2 separate regions of the Sus scrofa genome follow, and region 2 is linked to region 1. Evidence: chromatin contacts called from public promoter capture Hi-C data. All regions are on one chromosome and are shown on one strand. The core of a region is the stretch at or near the end of the contact, and the rest is flanking DNA. Distances in the headings are between cores, read along the strand shown. Region 1 holds the start of TTC8 (tetratricopeptide repeat protein 8). Region 2 holds the start of TDP1 (tyrosyl-DNA phosphodiesterase 1).

Evidence for each region. Promoter capture Hi-C pulls out the DNA fragments that hold promoters and counts their contacts.
Region 2: a contact with region 1 is called in a promoter capture Hi-C map of liver, with 5 times the contacts expected there. The contact joins the promoter of TDP1 here to the promoter of TTC8 in region 1. A contact is called at or near these places in 1 of 5 promoter capture datasets (liver), 1 of 47 Hi-C or Micro-C datasets (heart right ventricle) and 2 of 2 datasets of contacts at active chromatin or transcription factors (alveolar macrophages and skeletal muscle).

What each region holds. Positions count from the first base shown.
Region 1 is chr7:110,729,382-110,734,366 of Sscrofa11.1, forward strand. It overlaps TTC8 (tetratricopeptide repeat protein 8), which reads left to right and starts at 2,348. Exons shown (of 14, transcript XM_001927081.6): 1 at 2,348-2,559. The coding sequence starts at 2,446.
Region 2 is chr7:111,765,127-111,770,111 of Sscrofa11.1, forward strand. TDP1 (tyrosyl-DNA phosphodiesterase 1) reads left to right here and starts at 1,968. Exons shown (of 17, transcript XM_005666389.3): 1 at 1,968-2,418; 2 at 4,378-4,482. EFCAB11 (EF-hand calcium-binding domain-containing protein 11) reads right to left here and starts at 1,131. Exons shown (of 8, transcript XM_021099597.1): 1 at 921-1,131; 2 at 280-375. The coding sequence starts at 995.

The sequences.
Region 1 (4,985 bases), core at 1,098-3,597:
GTAGGTTCTTTCCTTGTGTCATATGTATCATAGTAATGTTAACAGCAGGGGAAATTGAGTGAAGAGTGTATGGGAACTCCTGTATCTTTGTAATTTTCCATAAATCTAGATAGATGCTAAAAGTATTTTTTTTTATTTTAAACTTTTTTTAGATTCTAAAGTATTTTTTTTTTTATTTCAAGAAATCTAATATAGGAGTTCCTGTCGTGGCGCAGTGGTTAATGAACCCGACTAGGAACCATGAGGTTGCGGGTTCGGTCCCTGCCCTTGCTCAGTGGGTGGAGGATCTGGCGTTGCTGTGAGCTGTGGTGTAGGTTGCAGACGCGGCTCGGATCCTGCGTTGCTGTGGCTCTGGCGTAGGCCGGTGGCTGCAGCTCCGATTCGACCCCTAGCCTGGGAACCTCCATACGCTGCGGGAGCGGCCCAAAGAAATAGCAAAAAGACAAAAAAAAAAAAAAAGAAATCTAATATAGAGCCGGGGTTGAGAATCACAAAGAATCCACTTACAAGAGTTCCCCTCGTAGCTCAGGGGTTAACGAACCTGACTAGTATCCATGCGGACTTGGGTTTGATCCCTGGCTCTGCTCAGTGGGTTAAGGATCCAGCATTGCCTGTGATCTGCGGTGTAGGTTGCAATGTTGGCTCGGATCCTGCATTGCTGTGGCTGTGGCTGTGGCTAGGTCTGAAGCTACAGCTCAGATTCCACCTCTGGCCTAGGAACTTTCATATGCTTCGGGTGCAGCCCTAAAAAGAAAAGAAAAGAAAAGGAAAAAAAAAAGAAGAATCCACTTACATTGTACCAGAAAACAAAAGGACCCTGTGAAACACTGAGCCCAACTGCCAATTCCAGCATGTACAGTCCTAAAAACCTGACCCCCTAGAAAGAATGGGCTGCTGCATTAGGCACATTACATTTCTAGAGGCACCTCCAGGGAAACACAAATGGACTAACTGCAATAAACATAACTGGAATAATGACATTCTTGATAATTCATTGCTTCCAAGATACAAAAAATTCAAGAAAGGCTGCTTAGTAAAGGAGAAAAAAAACTACTCATAAGGTTTCATTTTCATACGTGTGAAAGGTATGCGTATCTGGATTCAATAGTATGTCTGACGTCTGTATTATAGTACCTTAGTGGTATGAGAAAATTATGAATGATCTAACATTGCTAACAGCTTTTGCCAGTTTTTTTAAAAAATACATGTATTTAAAATTTTACTGAATTATAGTTGTTCTACAATGTTGTGATAATTTCTACTGTACAACAAAGTGATTCAGTTATACATATACACACATATCCATTTTTTTTTTCAGATTCTCTTCCCATATAGACTGTTAGTTCATTTTTTATCTCTAAAGGAGATTTAGGCCTGATTAGAAAGTTCTTCAATAAGGACTTTTCCTTTCCTGCCTCTCCCACTGTGACAGGAAGAAGCCGAGGAAAAAAAGATCCGGCAGTCCTCCATAATGAGTCTATGTGGATTTAGCTTGGTCACACTTCTTTTTTCCTAACCATTACAGACATGCGTTAACTGCCTAAATCTCTAGTGGAAAGTCAGACTTGTACCTGAAGAAATCGCTCTGCATAAGTTAACATTTGACAAATAACAGGTGCTTGCAGATGATGTTTCAAAAAGCTTTTCAAAAATTTTTTGTGCACACTTTTTTTTGGTAAAAATGTTAGTGAGTTATAATTCAGAACCCCTAGGCATCGCTGAATAAACAAGTGGTATTAACGGTTCGCAATCTTGCAAACTTCAGGCCAGCTCCCTAACGCCACTGCGACACTAGGTAAATTACTTCTCTGAGCCCGTCTCAGTTTCGCACCTGTCAAATGAATGGGTTGGAGGAAGCGATCTTCAATGTACCTTGTAATTGAGACACTGAAATTTGGTGAGAAGGATTTGGAAGGAAGACTGGAGAGTTTTATATATTTAGGGCTTTGGGTTCTGGTGGGCGGGTGATATCGAAGAAACCGATGTTCCTAGAGTCAGAAGAGCAAACGATAGCGGTAAGAATGCTTGAAGGAGAAGAGTAGGGCAGCAAACCGTCGAAGGGGCAATTCCGGGGGACTTTTCTGGAACTGGCAGGGTACGCCCAGCGTTCAGTTGCTAAGCAACAGGATGAGTGGAGGACCCCGGTTGGGAATGTCTAAGTCACTGCCTCTTAATTTAGCCACGGCGCCGGCTCCTCGAAATTAATGAAATGTGTAGCCTTCGAAGGTATACAGTGTTAGAAGCCAAGGTTTGGCAAGCCCTAATGCTGAGTTCTACGCGCGATGAGCATTCTTTTTCCTGTTCTCAGGCGCGATGCGGGACGCCTCTCCGGCAAGGCCCCCGCCGCCGCGCGTTGCCGAGCAGAGCTGGACGCCGCCCGCTCCTCGCCCCCCGCCCTCCCCGGACCCGGCGCTGGTCCTTCGCGGCCCGCCCCCCCCCGCCGCCATGGGCTCGGAGATGGAGCCGCTGCTCCTGGCCTGGAGCTATTTTAGGCGCAGGAAGTTCCAGCTCTGCACCGATTTGTGCACGCAGATGCTGGAGAAGTCCCCTTATGACCAGGTACCGGCCGGACCCGTCAGCCTTGTTGATCCCGGCGATAAGACTGAGGGCTCTGGGGGATGTCCCGGTCCCCGGGAGGGGTCCAGGGAGGAAGGTCCTGGCTGAGGTTGACCGAGTGGTCAGCACAGTCACCCAGAGCGAGACCCCCTAGAACCACGGCCCTCAGATCCTTGCCCGCGATGTCCCCGAGTCCCTGCAGGACCCATAGGTTCTATGCCATGACCGTCTCCTCCTCAAACTTCAGCAGCCCCCTTGCTTCAGATGTCCCTTAAAGGAACACTTTGGTGACGAACTTTTTTTAGTTCCTTTATGCTTGCATAATAGATGGGCTTGTAAGCTCGCTGCGTGTGCGTTACTAATTTCTGAAACAATTATGTATAAACGTAAAGATATGTAACTTCCCACCCCCTGTGGAAATGGCTGCCTTTTTTTTTCCCTTCTGGCTCCAACGTGTGATCCTTCCATTTCATCTTAAGACAGTTTCATCTATTATTGTCCAAAAAGAGGAGCCTTTATTCTGGGGCTTGAGTGCAACTTGAGACAAATAGTGCAAATTGGGAATGAGAATCTAGAAGAGGAAAAGATAACATCTATTATTGGGAGGGAGGGATGGGGGAAAAACTCTCGATTGATTGAAAAGTTTATTTAGGTTCTCTTATGCTGTGTATAAGAGAGGTCCGCCTCTGGTGGGTGGGTAATTCTTGAAAGGGTAAAAGAGAAACAGGGAGAATAGAGCAGAGATAGTGCAGTTTGTTAGCGCTTCTAGTAAATGCAGAATATATTTATGTAGTTATAGTTTCCCAGCTTTTCCTCTGGTGGTGTTGCCTTGGAGATGTTAGAAAAAAAGGAAAATGGAGGGGAGTTACGTAAATGGAGGTGTGAAAACTGTTACTAGGCTCTCTGCCTTAGTTTCCAGCAAATAGATGGAGGATAACCTGTTGAGGTGAGTATTTTGGCCTTCAGATACAACAGTTGGGTACAGCATTCTGTGTTAGTGGGAATGCTAAACTAGGTTCTGTTTGTCTTAGTTCCCATTAGTTAATGGGACTGCATTTCTGTGGACAAGTGTTGTTTCTTGGCACAGTAGTCCCATAAATGCTGCTGCTGGAAAAAAAAGCGACGATTCCACCATCAAATATGTTTGGGAACCATGACAGAATATTGACCCCTTGACATTCATACAACCAGAGTTTGTTACAAACTAGTGATGTACCGGACATTGTGTTGTTATTCCATTGAGTTAAGGTAGTTTCCATACTGTGTTCCACAGAACAGCAGTCCCAAGAGTGCTCAAAATTTCCTCATTAAATGCATTTGGGAAATGTATATTCCCTACTTAGATTCCAGATTCGTAGTAGAGGCTCTGAGAAGTTCTGCAGAAAGAAACTTAATTGTGCCTAGGTTTGATTCATACAGTAGCGCTGAAACTTATTCCACCACCGATTTCTTTTTTGGCAGTGGGCGAGGGTCAGATATCTGTTGTTGTTATCCTAGGGAGATGTTGTCACATTGGGGAATGTGTTATAGGCAGCAGTGTTTTTATTAATGGTTAAGACCTTTTAATCTTAATGACATAATCAGAGTGCTATTCAGTACTGCACTTCAGATTTAGTTTGTGCGAGGCACTGTGATAAGGACTTTATATGTGTTCAAACCAATGACCTTTTATTGAGTGCTTACTACTTGTCAGGCGTAAATTCTATAAATTGTATGTATTTATTTGCTTAGAAGAACCTCGCAGAGTAGATAACAAAGATGATAGCTAGCATTTATTGAGTAGTTGCTCTGTGTCAAGCTGGATTCAGAGGATTTTATATGTTATTTAATCCTCAGCTATTTTAGGAAGCTGGTACTATTTCTCCCATTTTACAGATTGAGGCACACTGAGACATAAGGTGACATAATTTGTCTAAAGTTTCAAAGCTGTTAAGCCCATTCCCTTTGTCTATACTACACTGCCTCTTTGGTGCTTATTTTAGCCTAATTTTTCAAAACTCTGTGTTTCTGAACCTTTCCCAGTACATTTTCCCATCTTTGTGTCTTTTTCAACATTTTAGCTGAGGAGTTCCCTTGTGGCACAGTGGGCTAAGGGTCCAGCATTGTCACTGTAGCTGTTGGGGTTGCTGCTATGGCACGGGTTGGATCCCTGGCCTAGGATCTTCCACGTGCCATGGGCGAAAAGATTTAGCTAAGTGGTAAAGGGCTTATCTATGCACTTGGATTAGAGGCTCTGAGAAGTCCTGAAGGAAGGAAACCTGTCTAGTTTTTTATTTTTTTAAATTTTTTTTATTTTCCCACTGTACAGCAAGGGGGTCAGGTTATCCTTACACCTGTCTAGTTTTGATAAAGACAATATTCCGATACTTATTTGACCGCCGAGTGGTTCCCTTTTTGGAGGGACAGAGGTATAAATTTATCCTGGGGAG
Region 2 (4,985 bases), core at 718-3,217, 1.0 Mb after region 1:
ACATCCCCCTCCCATGCTTCCCTCTTAAAACCACCAGAAGAATCTCATACTTATTATAATTAGCAGCTTGGTGGTGACTTAGTCTTAATGGATTCTAATTCATCCCTGAGTTGGGTTCCTAAGAAGAAAGAAAAATATAGCACTGGATACATCTCTGAAATTATTCAGAAGGCAGCAGTTTGCTTTATAAACATCCCAAGCTGGCCCTCCGCACATTATTTAGAATCCACCCACTACTGCATTGTCTGCCCCAGCCCCAAATACAAAAGAAAGCTCTACCTTGGAGGGCTTGTAACCAAACAGCATTACAATAGCAACTTTAAAGTCCTCTCTGCTTAGATAGCCTTTGTTATCTTCATCGCATGCTTTAAATACCTAAAGAACATTAAATATCTTTAGTTAATAAGGCAGAAACTATTTCTTCTATTATTTTTATTACTTACATATTAAGTTAGACCTCCCAAATCTAAAACTCAGCCGAGGAGTAGGGCTCAGAAATGGAATTTCATTACCTAATTTTAATTCTCAAGAAATCTTAAGGATGCGCTAAAATTTACCCGCCAAAAAGTGCAAACGACTTAATCGCTAGATTAATTCCTTTAAACCCCTGGCATAAATTCTAACCCGAAGTAAATCCTGGATTAAGGAAGGTGAGGCCAAGCGACTGGCTTTGAAAGGCGGGAGGAGAGATGCAGATTACAGGTTTATCACAAATAGACGATGTCACAAGGAAAACAAGGAACTTGGAAGTAGCTAGAACACTGGACCGGGATCCAGAAGGCTTGCAGCCCTAGGCTCAGCCATTAACCAAGACACAGTCCTTATCTGTGCAACCCGGCCGAGATAGGGCCAGGCGGGGTGATGGAAGTGAGAGCCCCAGGTCCAGTTAAAGTCCGAGACTCAGCCCTCTGGACACCTACTTCCACCCATTTCTTGTGTTCCGAAGGGCTGGCTTCCCACATCCGCGGCTGGGCCCCAGCCTGGGATAAAAACATCGCGACTGCCACACTCAAGTCCAGAGAGGTGAATCCACGACCTCCGAGGCCAGAGCCCTCTTTATCGGAGATCGCTTGCCAAGCCCACCGCAGTTCAGGAAGCTGAACTTTTCAGGGCACCTCCAACCTCTTCTCCTATTGGACATCTTGCGAGCCACCGGCGTTGATCCCGCAGTTCTATTGGCCAGAGGTTTTGTTTAATAACGTTTCCTTGGAACAGCCTATGGCGGAGAGGCTCCAGGCCGGCTTCTAGCCTTGGCTCCGCCCCTCTTGTCCCCTTAACTCTTGGCGCGCGACTGGGGACCCAGCTCAGCTAGGTAGTGTTTCAGCGTATCCTGCATGATTATTTTCATCTTCTGCCTCCATACCTTGCAGTAAATTACTTTCGATAATTTTTCTCAATGACGCTATGCTAAACATTATAGGAGACACAAAAAGAAGGTAAAAGGAGCCAATCCAAACAAGTCAAGTCCAAGATTCACGTGCAGATCAGCAAGTCATTGGGGTCGAGCCCTTCGGGGTAGCTAGTTTGTCTGTTCTGTTCTTCTGGATGACCCTAGCGCTGGAGCATAGTGCCTGGCACAAAGCAGACATTCAGTAAACGAACCAAAGTTATTCAATTCAGTCCTCTAGGAGAGGCGCCTGGTTTGAAGAAAACTCCGAGAATAATTAATAAAAAACACCATTGAGCTCAAATGCCAGAGCTAATATCCTTATCAAAGGCAAGGAATTTGGCGAGGGTTCCATTTTGCAAAGGAGTTACTTCAGCCCCCTCTCCTGGTAAATCGGTTTAATCAGATTAAAAAAACAACCCCCCCACAACACTCACACTCAAACACACACACACACACACACACACACACACACACAGAAGCAGACACGCCTGTGTCTGCGAAAAAACAGGCATTCGAGGTTGAGCCTGAGGGAGCTCATTTAACCTTTTATTTTACAGCAGGTTTTACAGTCTGCGCCCCAGGAGAGCCCGCTCCTCCCAGGACACCGGTCTCAGCCATTCCCTTCCTTGAACCTTGAGAGCCTCTCGCTGCCTTTAAAATAAACCTCTCTGCCTCGAGATCCGGCAACCTGAGGCTACGAGAATTCCTGCAGAGGGGATGAGTTTTGCTAATTAACCAACGAAGAACTGGGGGAAACACTTCTTTCTCTGTCTCCCCCTTTTAGGAGACGTGGCCGGGAAGTAAGAGGAGACCTAGGGGAGGGCAGGTCTCTCCGCCCCTTCCTGAGGAAGCCCCCTGCAACCTCTCGGGATCCAGCGGGCTTTAGGACCCGGTGGTGGACGGCCCGGAAGGGGAAGGGGCAGGGCCACGAGACCCGCGCCGCGGCCCGGAGGGTTCGAACTGCGCGCAGGCGCGAGCGGCTGCAAAGGGGCGGGGGCTCAGGCGGCTGCGCGCTCTGGGGGCTTCAGGTGCGTGTATGGAGGCTGTGGGTTCCGCGGCCTCTGGTGGGTCCCGGGTGGCTGCGGGAACCGGGCTCGTGGTTCTGCTCCTTCTGGCCTGGTGCGCGGGCAGCCGGGTTTCGCGAATTCTTCAGTGCCTGGTGGGGCTGGAGGCGGATCCCGAGGGGAGCGGAGCATCTTGTAAAGACACTAGGTAGGGTCTCCTCTTGGGCCTCGGCTTTCTCCACTAATAGTGCCTCTTTGGCGCGAGCACTTGGTCCTGCCGAGACCGGGGTCCAGCCAGCGGGAGTCCCCCTCCGCCGATTGCAATTTCAGCTTCTCCACGTAGCTGGTGGATGGTCTCGGCAGCTAGCATGTTGGGCGCTTACTCTATGCCAGGCACTTAGATTTTCTGTGTCCAGTTTCATCATAAAGGGAAACAGTCGTGTTGCGAGCGTAAAATGAGTGTATACCCAGTAAAGCGCTTCAAGCTGTGCCTGGCCCGTAGTGAGCGTCCAGAAGAGTCAGTAGCTGTCCTTATTTCCTCGACGTACCCCCGAATTAGCCTACTTCACTATACCCACCGCCTTCAGCTACCCGAGTTCCAACAGGAGGCTCATTCCTTCGACTTTTGTCTTCCTCCCAACGATTCTCGGTACAGAGTTGTACGGAATGTAGTATTTTTAAAAGGCACATTGGACCACGGTACTCCCCTGCTTATTAAAGCCCTTCAGTGAGGTCCGGCTATTCTTAGAATAAAATGCAGGATCTTTAGCTTACCCCTCACTCCTGCCTACCCTCTTCATCCTGGACCACCTACCTGTCTTCCTTGCCCAAGTCGTTCTGTTTTTGGAATTACTACAACCTTGATCTCACCGCCTAGCCTTCACAGGTTGGGTTCCCTCACTTGGAATGCTCTTCTTTCCCTCCCCTACTGTTATTTGGCTGGTTCATTTTCATTTTCCAGAGCTCACGTCAGTGTTAGAATGTTCCAAGCTAAGGGCATCTCTGTTACTCTCTCTTACCTATAAAATGTAGTGAATACCTGTAAAGATATCTTGTCTTTTGTTCATTTCTCTTTGTGTCGTCTCTTTCCCCCTGAAAAACAAGCTTTTCTAGGACAGAGACTGTTTCTATATTAACTTCTTATTCTCAGTGCTTGGCACATACTAGCTGCACAATAAATATTTGTTGAAGGAACAGGAGGTAGGTATGATACCCATTTTACGGAGGAGGAAACTGAGGTGCAGCAGTTAAGTAACCTGCCAAAGTGTTCATTTGCCATCTAGTAATGACTGGATTTAAAACTGGGGTCCGTATTTGCCCATTACTGGCCACACCTGGCCTCAGTTGACTCCCATGCCTTCCTAATAGTCAGCAAGCTCTGTAAGAAGGAGCAGCTGGAAGTGTAAGATAATGCCCTCCCTGGGTCTGGGATGGTAGAGGGAGAGGAGAAACTTGCAACTTTAAGGGGAGTATCCATTTGCATTCACGAATTTTTTTTCAGTCCCTAAACGCTCTCATGTTATGAGCTGGCATTTGGTGGGAGAATTTCTTTAGATTTTTATCCTGCTTGGCATTATAGCTTAATGCAGTGTTTGTTAACGTTGCAGTAATGTGGTTGGTTGCCTCCTTCACTTTCACATAAGCACTGCCCTGAAGACCTGAACTTTAATTTTTTTTTTCTTTTTATGGCTGCATCTGTGGCATATGGAAGTCCCCAGGCTAGGGGTCCAGTTGGAGCTGCACCTGCTGGCCTATACCACAGCGATGGCAACACCGGATCTGAGACCCATCTGTGACCTACACCACAGCTTGCCGCAACGCCAGATCCTTAACCCACTGAGCAAGGCCGGGATCAAACCCCCATTCCTCAAGGACACTATGTCAGGTTGCTAACCCACTGAGCCACAGCGGGAACTCCAAGACATAAATTTTAGCTATCATAAATGTAATGGAGTCATAAGATACCTTCTGTTCGTGTTACAGTGTTACTGGTGCCTGCAGAAGAGCCTAGAGTCTGTCCTTTGTTCAAAAGCAAGCATAGAGGCGTTTCTGCAAGCAACTTTCGCCTTGATTAAACAGGAATTGGAGGTACTTTCAGAATGTGATAATTAACGTCAGGTCCCAGTCACCCCCACTTTGGGAAACACTGTACTTTGCTGCGCATCTGGGTTGTAATTCCAATTCTGGTGTCACCGCTTAAATGTGATGTTAGACCTGTGCCGTGCCAGGCACTGCCCTGGGAAGGCAAACCAGAAACAAACAATTGGAGGAAAACACTTGGGTTCCATCCTCGTAAAGCTATGCGACTTGACTACTGTAGCTCTCGGAGACGGTAGGGAACCTGGGCCTGTGTAAGAGAAAATTCTGATGCGGGACCAGGTCCAGTTCTCCAAAGTAAAAAGTCAGTTCCTGGTGAATCTTGGCATTCACCAGTAGCTAAACACCTTGACTGCATAAAGAGTGTGGTATTCTTCTAGGCGCAGTGATTTAGTACAGTTTTATTAGCATGTTACAAAGGTTTTTTTGCCTTTAATTACTAAACTCTCAGGCCTATTTTGGCTGTGAGCTGAACCAAAACTTAAACTGTGTAT